Linked DNA regions of Mus musculus: region 2 is linked to region 1. A link is a contact called in public HiChIP or PLAC-seq data. All regions are on one chromosome and are shown on one strand. Each heading gives the region's core, a stretch centred on a gene start, on an enhancer-like site or on the middle of the called end of the contact. The rest is flanking DNA. Distances are from core to core; before and after follow the strand shown. Region 1 holds the start of Magee1 (melanoma antigen, family E, 1). Region 2 has its middle 28 kb from the start of Atrx.

Evidence for each region. HiChIP or PLAC-seq counts read pairs in DNA pulled down with a chosen protein or histone mark.
Region 2: a contact with region 1 is called in an H3K4me3 HiChIP or PLAC-seq map of embryonic stem cells, with 7 read pairs. The contact joins the enhancer-like site here to the promoter of Magee1 in region 1. A contact is called at or near these places in 3 of 39 promoter capture datasets (cranial neural crest, hippocampal neurons and maxillary cranial neural crest) and 4 of 115 datasets of contacts at active chromatin or transcription factors (astrocytes, embryonic hindbrain, embryonic stem cells and 1 more).

The regions. Positions count from the first base shown.
Region 1 is chrX:105,118,936-105,122,086 of GRCm38.p6, reverse strand. Magee1 (melanoma antigen, family E, 1) reads right to left here and starts at 1,709. Exons shown (of 1, transcript NM_053201.4): 1 at 1-1,709. The coding sequence starts at 1,476.
Region 2 is chrX:105,955,918-105,958,939 of GRCm38.p6, reverse strand. No RefSeq gene overlaps it. Among named protein-coding and RNA genes, the nearest start is that of Atrx, 28 kb to the right of the region's middle. Within about 2 kb of position 1,614, at least 9 of the 459 cell types and tissues checked have an H3K27ac peak or open chromatin away from gene starts, as enhancers often do. A contact at or near this core is called in embryonic stem cells, where this site is marked.

The DNA of each region.
Region 1 (3,151 bases), core at 460-2,959:
GTCTTTGTCAATGAATTCCCTCATATCAGATTCCTTGATAGGGTACTTGGTCTGATCCTTCAGCAGCAGAAACTGCAACAATTCTGCTACGTTTTGCTCCATGGGATCCTGAGGCTTCAAGGTAAGAGCAACGCGGGAGGTGCCCAGGCCCATAATGGTGATGGAGTTGGAATTCTTACTGTCTCTCAGGACCTGGAAATCCAGGAAGCGGTCTTCACGCTTTGGGCGTACAGATGGATCCTTGGCCTTTTGCAGAGCACGGGAGGTGCTCTTGTTCCTGCGCTCAGAAGCACAGCAGCTCAGTGCTTCCTCGGGGTTATTAGCTTCAGTGGGCATCCCAGAAGCGCTAGGGCCCTCGGCAGCTAGGGACATCTGCGAGGTGCTCGACCCCTCCCCCAGGCAGTGCAGCTCCGAGGTGCTCCGGCCCTCCCCGCAGGGAAGCAGCTCACAGGATCCCTCCGCAGCGCATGGCGCCAGCGAGCTGCAGAAGCCCTCAGCAGAAATGGATGACAGGGACGAGCTCAGGCCCTCGGCTGAGGTGCTCGGGCTCTCACAAGCAGCTGATGGCACCGAGGTGCGCAGTCCCTTTTTGGAGGTGGGCGGCACGTTGACGTTACATCCCTCCATTATGATGGGCGACACCCAGGAGCTCTGGATCTCACCGGAGGGGGGCGACATGGAGGCGAACAGTCCCTCAGCGGAGGGGGGCGGCGCAAAGATGTCGGGTTCCTCCAAAGCGGAGAACAGCATAGAGATGCTCAGGCCCTCACCGAAGGTGGGCGGCAGGTTGATGCCCAGTCCATTAGAGTCAGTGGGCGGCACCGAAGTGCTTGGGTCCTCACTAACGGAGTAGGGCTCGTTGATACCCGGTCCCTCCGAGATGTTGGGCGACATAAAGATGCTCAAGCCCTCATCAGAAATGCCCGATTCCTCAGAGAAGGTGGGCGGCACCGAGATTCCCGGGCCCTCACCCAGGGTGGGCTCCATGTTAGGGCCCCCATCAGAGTGACGCTGCTCAGAGATGGCCAGCCCTTCTGAGACAGGGAGATGCTCATAGGCCTTTGAGCCTTTAGGAGCAGTGGGCGGCACAGGGCTATTCGGGCCCTCCGAGGCGGTGATTGACATAGCGGTGTTCAGCCCTGCGGAAACTGCAGGAGGCCGGGAGGCGCCCCGACCCTTCCTGGAGGTGGGCATCTCGGAGGTGTTCGGCCCCTGGGAAATGATGAACTGCCTAGGGGCGCTTGAGCCCTCTGAGGCGGTGGGCGGCACAGAGGCGCTTGGGCCCTCCCGGGGGGTGGGCAGCATGGAGGTGCCAGGGCCCTCAGAGGCGCGGAGGCCCTGGAGGATCTTAGGATCGTTGCGATCCCGAGGGACGTCTGGGCCTGGCACAGCAGCAGGGTGACCCTTCCCGTTGTTTCTGCGCGCATTGGCCCTTCCACCGCGGCGGCGGCGCGAATTCTGGCTTACCAGCGACATGGTCCTGTCGACCGACGTGTGGAAGCTGACACTGACAGGCCCGCGATCTCACAGACGAGGGGGAGAGGTATGTAGGCGCCTCTGCACGGAACTGCCGCTAGAGCAGGAATGCTGCTGCTGCCAGGCCCGAGCAAGTCGCAGGAGCAGAAATTAGAGGTGGTGGGCAAGAACGAAGGTTCTAGCCGACTGTGAACGCTAGTCTCAGAATGCTCGCCTCTCACACCCCGCCTTCTGCCGCAGTCCGCGCAGGCGCAGTTGGGCTCTGCGACAAGGCGACCCCGCCCAACCCAGCCTCTCCCGTGGGTTTGCGAAAGTGGACCTGGTGATTCTGCACCAAAACTGCGCAATGGCAGGAGGGAGGCTTTGATAGGAGACAAGGAGCTTGGAGCAGATGGGTAAATGGAGGTAATACTAGCTATTTCTCAAGAGTCAGGGTACCTACTAGAAGGTTTCTACCCAAGTGTCAGGTACTTGATAGATTTTCAAAATTGCATCCTAAGGATGCATTGGGGAAAATGTGCGTGGCGCATGGAAGGGTGCAGCTTTCATCCCCTCCCTTGTCTCCTCTGTCATTTTCTCTATCGAAACCTCTAATACCTCTCAAATTACTGCCCCTTCTCCAAAGGGCTGGGATTTAGTTCTACTTAGGAAACCTGTAGCTAGCTAGAAATTTTCACTGCACAGTCCCAACCCTTACCAATGTAGAAAAATGTAATCTCTTTTGTGGAGTCCTTCAATAGTGCTATTCCAACCACACCCAAAATTAATTATCCTAGGACAGTTAGTTAGCACCATGGGGTCTGTTAGAAAAACTCACTGTCAGGTTTTGAAAACTGCAATTAGCATGGTTTATGGAGGCAAGTCTCTGGGAAGGTTTCTATTAGTTACTAAAGAGCTACTGGAATATGAGCCAGCTAAAGCACAGGAAGCTGTCCAGAATTAGAAGGATAATGGATAGAAGGAAACATTTGGTTTCCTTATAGGGCCTCATGGTTACCTATGCTGCCAGTATTCTGCATGTTTCTGTGAAGTTAATCTTGTGTAGCTTTGTGCAGTACCAACTGGTTTTAACAGAATCAATCATATGGTGTCATATTCCAACAATATTTTATGTTATCCACATTGCATTCAGCACATGGGTCCACAAAATCGACTATGGGCCTATTACAGCATTACCTAAATATGTGCATATGATTAGCCTCTGAATCTTGGCTAATGTCTATGGTTAGGAGAACAGGCTCATTTTCATAAGTGAAACTTGTGGAGGAGCTTTCCCAAAGATTCTGCTACAGTCTATTAAAATCAAGCTGGTGAGAAGCAAGCCCAGAATGCAGTTAAAAATGCCATGCTATATTCTGCTGCAGCAGAAGACACGTGTACATTTGGGGAGTTGAGTGTTCCTTCTTGTTCACATTAGTGTGCATGAGAGTTCATGTTTCCTAATGACTGTCAAGCACACACAAAGAAGGGGCTCTTCCATGTGCCTGCACTAGAATTAAAAGAGATCACAATTTAAATAAAGTTGTTAATTTAATAGCTGCACACAAAATTATACCATGTACAATAGAACAGTCACATATGGAACACTCAGGGGTGGTCACATTATTTAAAAAATAAACACTAACTATCATACATTTGGCTTATTTCTGTTCCTTCTTATCATGACATAGCTATG
Region 2 (3,022 bases), core at 365-2,864, 840 kb before region 1:
CTCTGTCCTCTTATCCCTTCCTCCTTTCTCCTCATCCCTCCCTCTCTCTCCACGTGCTCATGGCCATCCTCTGCTTCCCTTCCCTTCCCTTCCCCACCCTCTCCCTCCTTCCCTCCCTCCCTCCGTTTCTCTACCTCTAGTTCTCTCTCAATGCCCCTCTCCATGCTTTGGATAAACTTTATTCTATACTAAAATAATAATAATAATAATAATAATCACCAAATAAGTAAAAGCTTAAAAAAATAGTGCCACAGTCAGGCATAGTAGCATATACCAGTAACCCCAGCACTTGAGAGTGGAAGCCAGGAGGATTATAAATTCAAAGTTGGGCTTGAGAGATGGCTCAGCGGGTAAGAGCACCGACTGCTCTTCCAGACATCCTGAATTCAAATCCCAGCAATGCATGGTGGCTCACAACCACCTGTAATGAGATCTGACTCCCTCTTCTGGAGTATCTGACCCGAGTGAGAGTGAGCAGAGGTCCTAAAAATTCAATTCCCAACAACCACATGAAGGCTCACAACCATCTGTACAGTGTACTCATATATGTAAAAGAAATAAATCTTTAAAAAAAATAAATTCAAGCCGGGCGTGGTGGCGCACGCCTTTAATCCCAGCACTTGGGAGGCAGAGGCAGGCGGATTTCTGAGTTCAAGGCCAGCCTGGTCTACAAAGTGAGTTCCAGGACAGCCAGGGCTATACAGAGAAACCCTGTCTCGAAACCCCCCCCCAAAAAAAATAAATAAATTCAAAGTTACCCTGGGCTATACAGTGAGTTCAGAGTTGGCCTGTGCTACATGAGAACCTCAGTAGCTATATATAATTGACGTCTAGCAATACGTGGCTCATCAGTTAAGAGTAATTGCTGCTCTTCTAAAGGACCACAGCCATCATTATTCCTGTTACAGGGGATCCAACGTCCTCTCTGTCCTCTGAGGGTATCAGGCATGAATATGGTACACAGATATTCAGGCAAACACATCCAATCACATAAAAAAAAAAGTCATGGGACTGGAGAGATGGCTCAGTGGTTAAGAGCACTGACTGCACTTCCAAAGGTCCTGAGTTCAATTCCCAGCAACCACATAGTGGTTCACAACCATCTGTAATCGAAACTGATGCTCTTTTCTGGTGTGTCTGAAGACAGCAACAGTGTACTCATATAAAAACAATAAATCTTTTTTTTAAAAGTCACACACACATAGCAACAAAAAAACCTTGGAGAGTGAAGAAAGTTTCAAACTATCCACATTATAGTTGAGGGTATCACTGAGCAGTAGAGTGCTTGTCTAACATGTATGATGAGACTCTGGCTGTAATCCCTAGCACAAGAGAAATACAAATACAAGAATCTTAGACTAAAATAACTACATCCTCATTCTCTCTCCACCCCCCCCCCCCCCGCCTCTCTGTTGCGCCCACCTCTGCCGGCAAGGAAGACACAACACAGTCTGATTCTTCTCAACAGCCACTACGGGGACCCCGGCACCCAGGGAGGTCTGCTTATATACTCTCCAGCACAGGGAAAGGCTTCGTGGCCCCCTGGGATTGGTCAGTCTGCCGGCACCTAATTTGCATGCACCCGCTCAGGAGGGGTTGGCGCCAGACTCGGGTTTACACCTGCGCTGATGTTGTTTATGACAACGGCATACCTGGCGCTCGGCGCCATCTTAGAGTTGGCTCCCTACATCTCTCTTTCTCCCTCTCTCTCTCTTTCCTTTTTATTCCAAGATAGGGTTTCTCTGTGAAGTCCATGCTGTCCTGGAACTTGCTCTATAGACCAGGCTGCACTGGAACTCGGAGATCTACCTGCCTCTGCACCTCTAAGGGATATTTCGCCCTCTTCTGGCCTCCACAGGTTGTGCATAAATGCACATAAACACAGACACGCTCCTACAGGAAATTAACAACAAATCTTTTAAATTTTTTATATCTGTCTGTTTGTGGAATTATGCCAGATGCTCTGGAACAGGAGTTATAGACAGTTGTGAGCTGCCATGTGGATGCTGACAATCAGACCCTGATCCTCTGGAAGAACAGCTAGTGCTCTTAATTGCTGAGCTGCCTCTGCAGCTCACATATCAATAAATCTTAGAAGAAGAAAAAAAATCAAGAAAGTCTGGTCTGCTTGCAGGAAGTAAATGACATAAGGTTGGACAAGATGACAACTAAGTAGTCACCTCCCCACAAGCACACCAAAGTAAACAGCTAGCCACACACACAGTTACCTTCACAGGAGCTAAGTAAACCAGATGAGAGGACATAGTGTCTCTGTCCTACTAAAATGGAAAGACATGTTGAAGAAAGCAAAAAGTCACTTGTGTGGTTTTTCCCATATCTCCAAAAACCCCAACCTGGACATGACTCCTGCACAAGGAGATAAACAGAAGAAAGCCCAGGGCTCCTGAAGCTTGAAACCCAGTCCCAGGCCCTCCATGACACCTAATTCTTGGTAAACCCTCACCATCCCTATGATCTGAGACACTGGGACTGAGGGAGGCAAGCTTAGAGAATATTTTAGTAGTCTGGGATTCTATTTGGTTTGGTTTCTGTACAACCTCCTTCTAATAATGTACTTGGAAGCCAAGCTCCCTCACTTGCATGTTCTCTGAACAGTGCACCTAGTAACCTGTTGGCAAGGCACTGATCCAACTGCACACCCCCATACTCCAAATGATTTCGCCTTTCCTAATGACCGTCAAGGTTGAACAGTTTCTATTCCAACATATTCCCTTTTTGTCCAGGCACAGTTTGTGTATGTATGTCCAATATCAAGCCTGAACTGGTTTGGGATACATGCATAATAACACAAAACTATGCTCAAGTGAACCTTTGAAGAGAATCCCCTATTTACCCTTATCATGACAATGCATAACTGAACAAATATATGATTAAAATCAGATGTATTATGGGAAGGAACATATGTAGTTAGCAAAGACTGACATAATCTAAACCTTTCAATCAAATAGAATACCACACAAACTATATTCATAGCAACCAACCCTTCCCCAAACCTTTTTTT